Regions from separate parts of the Canis lupus genome. Here region 1 is linked to region 2. Evidence: chromatin contacts called from public Hi-C data. All regions are on one chromosome and are shown on one strand. The core of a region is the stretch at or near the end of the contact, and the rest is flanking DNA. Distances in the headings are between cores, read along the strand shown. Region 1 has its middle 25 kb from the start of AFTPH. Region 2 overlaps LOC111097857 (a long non-coding RNA gene).

Region 1 (4,272 bases), core at 1,078-3,577, 380 kb before region 2:
GGGGTTCGGAGCCCAGGAAAGAATTCTTGAGACTTCTTTGGTGCAAAAAAAGTGGCTGTATTAAAGCAGGGGACAGGCCCCGTGGGCAGAAAGGGCTGCCCCCTGACAGTGAGGAGCAACCGTCTGCTCTGGAGTTGGGGGAGGTAAAGGCAAGGGAAGTTTCCAAAAGGACTTTCAGATGGTAAAGCCTCACAGGACCCTGGAGGCCCAGCTGTTGTCAAGTAAGGTCGTTTCTCCCTCTAGCAAAGCATTAACCTTGAGATAGGTGGGGTGTCCCGGAGGACTGTCCCCTGCAGCCTCCAGTAGTTGCCGATGGACTGCAGGTCAGAAGGAAATGTGACTTTACTCACATGTCCGTTGGCTTTGCCCCCACCTGGGCCGCCAGCCCCTCCGCCAGGCCTGTCTACCTGCCCCCACCGCAGAGCCCTGGGTGCCGCCTCCAGCATCTCCACCCATGGGTCCTTCCCCGGGGTCCTTGCCGGCACGTTCTGTACCCCTGCTCCTGCTTGCCTGGTTTGGGGTGGGGCCCATGGCCCACACCCGCAGTGTACCCTGCTGGCTGCTGGCCGCTGGCCGCTGGGCCACACCTGGGCAGGAAGATGAAAATATCAACTAACGTTTTTGGAAAGTTGCTAAAGCACCAGGGACTCCGTAGTGCTTCACATAAATAATTTCATATGAGGCAACTACTCTTTGGTCTAGAACATACTCTCCCCAGGTAACTCATGGTTCTCCCCCATCTCCAAGTCTTTGCCCAACTATGACCTTCCCAGTGAGGCCCAGGCTAACTACCCACATCTCTGCCTCACCCCACCCCCCACCCCAAACACACACAGCCACCCCTCTCCTTCCCTTGGGCTATTTTTGTTTCCATAGCACTTTCTTCTGACACACTCTGCTCTAGGATTTACATACATACCAATAGGGTTTCGGTCTGCCTCCCCTACTGGAATGTAAGCTCCACGAGGGCAGGATCTTTATTTTGTTTATTTCTGTCTCTCAAGCCCCTAGGACAGCACCCACAGGGCTTACAGTTCAAGAAATGTTTGTGGGATACATAAATATTTTTCATTTTACGGGTGAGAAAACGGAGACACACAAAGGGAAGTGGCTATCCCATGGCACATACCCAGAAAGTGGCGGAGCTTGGGTTCAAACCCGGGCCACCTGACTTCTTTTAACCACGACACTATCTCTGCGTGACCTGAGTATTCCCCAGACCTAGATCTAGCCTCATTCCTCCTGGAAGCCCTGCCCTATCCCTGGGGCACAAACAGAGCACAGAGAGGGGTCCCAATCCTCCAAGGAAGCCAAGAATCTTCCACCTCCTCCAGCCCAACCCCAACCCCTCCCTCAGATGCTGCCCCCTTGCAGAATAATATAGTATCCTCAGTGGTATAGATTCCTCGATACAGTATTCATTTGAGCCCGGGGAAAGAGTTCATCTTCTAGAAACATCAGCTTTCCACCTAGCAAGTGCTCCTGAGGTTAAGAAATAGATGAATTGGCCTCTTTCTTGGAATGAAGTGGGATAGCCAGAAAATAAAACAGAATCAGTTCTGTGTGTGTGTGTGTGTGTGTGTGTGTGTGTGTGTGTGTGTGAGAGATGGGCAAGACTTCTAAACCCTGAGCACCCCTGACCACAGCAGCTGCAACTTCCTCTCCTTTTCTTTTAATTCTCATCCTAACGTCCAGCCATGCTACCAATACCTGCTGAAACCCCTCTGAATGCAACCAAGTTTTCTGCAAAGCCCACCTCCCAAGAGGGCTGGGGTGGGGGGAGTGGAGCCCCCAGTGCAAGTGTGAGACGGGGCTTAAAAGCACAACATCCCCTTTGTGACCCAATACTTCTGATGATACTAATAAAGATACTAATATTAATAAAGATGCTATTCTCTCCTTTTCTCCTCCCCCCACCTGCCTTCTAGAAAATCAACACCTGTGAATATTATGGGGCGAGGAGGGCAGAGCACCCTCCTAATGCCCGCCTGCCAAACAGAGCCTGGCACTTCTCTGGAAAGACATCTGTGCCATATGACCGGGCCAAGGGGGGATGCATTTCCATCCTCAAACGTTTCCTGTCTTTCTAGTGACTTCCCATCTCTCTCCAATTGACAAGTAGTTTTAGCTGCTGGAGATGGATAAAAACAAAACCAAATCCTGTTGTGATCTTCTTCACAGCTGGGCCCTTTGTGTTCATCTCCGCGTGAGTGGCAGGCAGGACAGTGGGATCCGAGAGGAGAAAGCTGTCGCGACGTCACCTCAGAGGAGAGGACAAGGCAGGGTGCCACACGGCCTGTGCCTGGGCCCAGGGCTCAACGTATCCAGCAAGGCCTGGGCGAGGCAGACCTCCGGGAGCGGTTAGGACTGAGGAACCCCAGATAGTTACTCTTATTGGCTTCCTTCTCCCTCTCCTGTGATCTGAGAGGCTTGGGGGAAGATTCCTTGAGAGGGTGGTCTCAGGCAGGCTACACATCCTTGCACCTCAGTGTCCTCATTTGTTAAGGGAAGGGTTTGCAGGAGGTGCCTCCCAATAGGTGGGACGGGCCCCATCTCAGCAGGCCAAGCTATCAAGCAAGGGCTGCCGCAGGTGGCCGTACCAGGGTTCCCAAACTTGAGGGTTCATCAGAATCCCCCGGATGAGACTGCTGGGCCCATTTCCCAGAGCTGCCTTTCAGTGGGACCTGGCTGGGGCCTGAGAATTTACATTTCTAACAAGTCCCCAGCTGCTGCTGCTGTGACTAGCCTGGGAATCAGGGGTTGAGAACTGCTGCTCTAGCCCTCCCGGGGGGGAGGGGCTCCCAGAGATGAAGATGACCTGGGGTAAGCACAGCACCACCCCCCCTCTGCTCCTGTCCTCTCCCTCCTGGGGTGGGGGAGGTGGGGGTTTGCAGTCTTCAGGATGCCTGCCTTTCCCTCCCACCTGTAGGGGGCAGCTTGGTGCTGTCTCAACCTAGAGGAGGGACCCCCCCCAACCCCCCACCCCCAATAACCTCCGAGTCAACTGCTGGTAAAACATTGCTATTTCCCAAAAATCCTAGACAGGTGCCACCCATCCGGTTGGCCGGGAGCCCCTCGGTCTGAGCGTTCTCAGTGTGCCCGTCTGGGGCTGCAGAGCCGGAGGGGGGCACTTCAGCTTATGGGGGCTCCTGGGGGGGGCAGGGAGGGGGTCGCATCCGCCTTGGGCTCAGCGCTGCAGGTCAATGTCCCGCAGACAATGCATCGGGCTCTGAATATTTGTGCAAGCACCGGTGAAAGAGGAGCGCAGGAAGGGAGCGCAGGAGCCTTAACACACGCTCGGTGGGCCAGGGGCACCAACCACTGGTTGTGAGAACAGGAGTGTCCGGTGCAGCGGGGTGCAGCCCCGCGGGGAGCCGAGGCCTGGGGGCCAACGCGATGGGGGGGGGGGGGGGGCTGCAGGAGCAACACCAGCCGGCAGGGGGAGCCTCTACATTTGCTCTGTAGGGCCTCAGCCCCTGCAAGGCATCCCCCTCCCCTTCCTTCTGTTCTTATTTGGGGAAAAAAAAATTATACTGCAAATGCCTCAAACGTTTATTTAAAACAAGATGAGAATAAATAAGCAATACGCGGAGGATTCACAAGCCTAACGACGGAGTTCCACCTGTAGGGCCAGCAGCCTACCAGATGCCGAGGCAGCTGCTGCTCCTCCCACCGGGGATGCTGGTGGATTGGTCCAGTGTGGAAAAGGAAGGCATTCTGGGGGGCGTGCAAGGGGCAGCAGAGGCTCTGAGCTGGGAAGAAGGGGGTCCCAGCGCAAGAGAGGAAACTAGGCTAATTTGAAAGGACTCGTCTCTTAGGGTAGCAGGTCAGACTTGGGTGGAGACCCAAGGGGGGGGACCTGAGAAAATCACAGCAGTCCCATTACCTACCCTCCTGTACTCACTTTTCCATCATGTGTTAATTTCCGTCCAGTGTCCAGATATCTCTATGTGCAAGCGGCTCCCCATGGGGCCCGTGTCAGTAGGAGAAGGGTGTCTGAGGGCAGCTCTAGGCTTGGGCCACTGTTGCGTTGCCAACTCTCTCAGAGTTCCTCTGGTGACCGTAGTGATCATACCATGGGACACAGACAAGCTGTGGATGGAAGACAGAGCAACGTCAAGTGAGGCAGCTGGGGATCAACCCCCAACAGACCACTGGAGCGATGCCTGACCCTCATTAACAACATTATCTGTCCCCTATGCTGCGAATGGACACGTCACTTTGTGACACTTTTCATTAAAGCAGTTCCTTGAGCTTTTTATCTCCGCTTCT
Region 2 (4,306 bases), core at 903-3,402:
AAGTCCCATCTGCAGAGCAGCTGTGAGTACCTGTTCATTGTTTCCTGCCTTTTCCAACCTTATAATTAGGTTCCACACTTCTCCTGCTCTTGATCAAAGTATTTAGCATCCAACTAAAAGATTTCTATTGGCTATTAGTATTAAAGTATTTGCTATATTATCAAGAGCCTAATGGGGTGCCTCGGCTGGCTGAGTCAGTGGAGCAGCGGACTATTGCTCTTAGGGTTGTAAGCTCAAGCCCCACGTTGGGTGTAGAGAGCACTTAAAAAATAGCCTAAAATATTGTTAATTAACAAATTTTATGATACGGTATCTGACTTGGAACTTTTAAAAGCCAGTATTTGGCTTTGGGACTTTTCAAATCTTATCACACATATTCATGTAGAAATGTTGCAAAATACAGCTGACCAAAAAGAGGCGATTTCTCATAATCTCATCACTTACAGAAAATAGTATTTTCCTATTATATGGTCCTAAGATTCGTTTTTGTCTTAAACAGAATATTTTACTTCAAAATTTTCAAAGGTGAGCTTCCGAGAAACCAGCTTCCTTTGTGCGGACGGCAGCTTCTGCTCTAGAGGGCAGGAAGTGGCTCATATCCTGGCTAACAGGGGATCATTGTTTCTCTATCAGAACTGGCACGGCGCCTTCTTTAGCCAGAAAGACAATTATGTGACAGACTCCAAGAGCTGGGCCTGCCTGAGGAGAACGTGGCTTAGAGGCAAAGTGTGCTCACACATGGAGTGTGTTAGGCACTTTCCACACCTTCATTCTAATTATCACAACCCAGAAAAACTTGAGTTTGGATCCCAGCTCTTCCTTCTGAGCCAGGCAACAGTGGAGAAGTCATGAAGCCCTTTGCCACAGTCTCTTCATCTCTTAAACAGCGACGACCATACCAGCCTCACCAGCTTCTGGAAAGAGCAGCGAGCTTACACCAGAGTTCTTAGTGCTTGGCCTGCTGTAAGGTTTCTACAACTGTCGGTAGCATTATTGTTGGGGCTGTGGATTGCCATGGGGATTATATGAAATACTCTGTTTAGAAACTCCTGCCACACTTTGGAATCATTATTATGCCACTTAGTATTACAGGGAGGGTTTGTTTTTAACCACACACATTTTCCTTTGGCACCACTCCCTGCTTTTTGACTCCCATTTAGTGCTGTTTGGTAGAACTTTCTGTGATCATAGAAATGGTCCATAGTCTGTGCCGTCCAATATGACAGCCATTAGCCAAATGTAGCTACTGAGCTCCGGAGATGTGGCCAGTGCAACCACTTCACATCTAAGTCAAGTTGAGGGGGTTGAATTTTTAGTTTTAATTTTGCTTAATTTTAATTAAATAGTCACAGCTAGTCCCATAATTTCTGTCTGTTCCTACTCTTGCCTGATCACTTCAGTAGCCTGAAGCAAATCCATCTGTAGGGACCCTAGTGAATGTCTCCTCATTCCCATTAAGTTTTGAATGACGTCATTTTCTAAGTACTATGTTCTCGATAAATGATAAATTACAGTCCCACCATTAATAAAGTAAAAACAAACTGGATACATTTCCCAATGCCAAGCTTCTCCACCAAGTCTGGCTTTCCATAAGCACTTTGGGGTTTTTGTTTTTGTTTTAAAGATTTATTTATTTATTTTAGAGCGAGCGCGTGGGCGGCGGGGCGAGGGAGAGAAGCAGACTCCCTGCCAAGCTCAGAGCCCGAGGCAGGCCAGTCCCATCACCCCCGAGACCACAACCCATGCCCAAACCAAGAGTCCAACACCCAACTGATTGAGCCACTCAGGCACCCTTCCATAAGCATTTTGTAAACTTGCATGAGAAGAACTTCATAATCTTAAAAAAAAATACTTGGCAGTTTAGTTTAAAGGCTGATTTATCAAACCCCATATTGAGCATAGATCTTGCTTTAAAATAAATTAAATGAATGAATGAATTTCTGCTTTACAGATCTGGAATGAAAAGGGGATAGGTATTTCTGCTGTCAACTGACCACCCTCCCAGTACACAGCAGGGTAATTCTTGATCTGCTCGGATTCTGTGTCCTGGGGTCAATTCGCCACTGCCCTGCTTTCTGAGGCTCAGACTGACACCCTTCACCCATCACCAGTGTTGAGTCAGACCTTGAGTAGGCTCCCTGAGGGCAGCCACTGAGTAATTCAGAGCCACTGGCTCACCCAGAGGTGAGCTCACAACTCCTTTTCCAGCTTCCAGGGTCCCTGCTTCTCTTCTCTGTTATGAGGCCAAGCTTAGCTTCAGGTTCTAGATAAATCACCTGACCTTTAATCAAACAGAAGCTATAAAAACCAAAACTGATCTTCATTAGGTAAGCCTGGGTCTTCCCGTCTTCCCTCTCCTGGGGAAAGGCTGCCACCTGCTGTAACGCATCAGCATTTGGGCTTTTCCAAGGCCACTGAACAACCGCTTCCTCTATACAAGGGAATCTATACACAACCCTACCTGCCTTCCTATCCCTGTGTCAGGAGTGCAAAGAGGAGGGCAAACCAACAGACATTCCAAAACTGGAGGGCAACAAAGCAAACTCATCCATATGAATGGTGCCCAGAAGGAATTGGCACCTCTCTCTGATTATAAGAGCATTTGTTCTTCACCACTCAACAGCACTATTTTTGCAAGTCAGCTCATAGTGCCCTACATAAAATCTCTGTTGTTAAAAGGCTTATTATTTCCTCGATCCTTCCAGTTCTATGTACCTTTATCCATTCTTCACAGTCCTGGCAATCTTTGGTAGGAGAAAGGATGAGAAAAGAATAAAAACTGATGGTTTACAGGGCTACATCCTTGAGCCCTGCACTTTCTTCAAAAATCTTAAAGCTCAGCGAAATACTCTGTAGTGCTGAGAACTAACTGCTGCTATATGCTCCACGGTTGAATCTTAGAAGCATGATGATGAGTGAAGCCAGACCCCAAACAATACACCATTTACATACTTAAAGTTCATAATGTAATTCTCTGCATTTAAGTTCAAAAGCAGGCAACGTGAAATGAAGTATGGTTACTTTATTTGGTGGTTAACTATGGCAGCGGGGTAGTGGTAGGGTTTAGGACACACTACCCCAAAAGATGGCATCTTGGCATATTGAATATCTTAAGCTGAAAGAGTTTGAGAAAAGACTGAGCAGGAAGGTAATTCTGACTCCTCCTCTTCACTTCGTCACTCCCCCTTCTCCTCTGAAACAGGTCATAAAAGTCATGCGAGAGGTAGACTCATACTTCTCTTGGAGGATAAAGAGACACCAAGAAATATCCTAACAGACGGGCCTTGCCAAGTTCCCCCAGTTTGCTGTAATTACCTCGAACACTTTAATCGATCCTCCGTAACAGTCCACTATCCATCCAACCTAGCATAAAAATACACAGCTCTGGTTTTTTGGGTGGTCCTCGTTTCCTGATGAAGGTTCTTCTGTAAAACTTATATTAAATAAATGTGTTTGCTTTTCTCCTGTTAATCTGTCTTTGGAAGTTTAATTTTCAGGCCCAGCCAGAGACCCTAAGAGGGTTGAGGAAAACTTTTTCTTCACCTATAGCTGTAATCTGGAAAAGACAAAAAGGGGCTTCTGGAGTATTGGTAAGGCTCTCTTTCTTGACATGAGATATAATTATGTGTTTTCATTTTGTGAAAATTAGTTGATGTGATACATCTCAATAGAAAAAATCAATAATATTGATTAATAAACATTAATAACATAAATAAAAAATCTTTACTTGTTAGAGAAACCAAGTATTATGAGTAAAATCCTATGATACTGAGTTTTTTTTTTTTTTAGGAAAGCTTCAGAAAAATAATTAGGTATGGGTAGATGAAACAAAATGTAAAATTTAATAATGTTAAACTGTAGGATGGATGCATGAAAGTCCTTTATTGCATCCTCCCTACTTTTGTGTATTTGAATGCTTTTATACTAAAAAGTTTTTTAAAATCATGAATGAAATTTTAATCTTCACGAAGAGAACAACACAAAACCCAAAAGCCATAAATGAAAAAAAAAAAAAAAACCCTGAAGCTTCCATATCCATTCCAGCACCTTCTTTCCATCATAAAAGCTATAAAGTAAAATGCTGGCTTTGCTCACCCCCCTGGCACTGAGCCCATCTATGTGACCTAATGCTAATAACGGAGGTGTAAGCAGAAATCATGTTATAGCCACATACATAAATAATACAAATCAAAATAACAGGTATCATCTATTTTTCACCTATTGGGTTGATAAAAATCAAAGGGTTTGTTAGTACCAAATGTTGACAGTTTGAGGACGCGGTTGTTCCTTTCCACTATTGGTGGAA

What was found. A called contact is a pair of places that touch in the nucleus more often than the background predicts.
Region 1: a Hi-C map of blood shows a contact between it and region 2, with 7 times the contacts expected there. The contact joins two enhancer-like sites. A contact is called at or near these places in 4 of 9 Hi-C or Micro-C datasets (amygdala, blood, liver and 1 more).

Annotation. Positions count from the first base shown.
Region 1 is chr10:65,368,971-65,373,242 of UU_Cfam_GSD_1.0, reverse strand. No RefSeq gene overlaps it. Among named protein-coding and RNA genes, the nearest start is that of AFTPH, 25 kb to the left of the region's middle. Within about 2 kb of position 2,327, at least 2 of the 20 cell types and tissues checked have an H3K27ac peak or open chromatin away from gene starts, as enhancers often do.
Region 2 is chr10:64,990,852-64,995,157 of UU_Cfam_GSD_1.0, reverse strand. It overlaps LOC111097857 (a long non-coding RNA gene), which reads right to left. Exons shown (of 2, transcript XR_005365244.1): 2 at 3,008-3,556. Among named protein-coding and RNA genes, the nearest start is that of VPS54, 24 kb to the right of the region's middle. Within about 2 kb of position 2,152, at least 7 of the 20 cell types and tissues checked have an H3K27ac peak or open chromatin away from gene starts, as enhancers often do.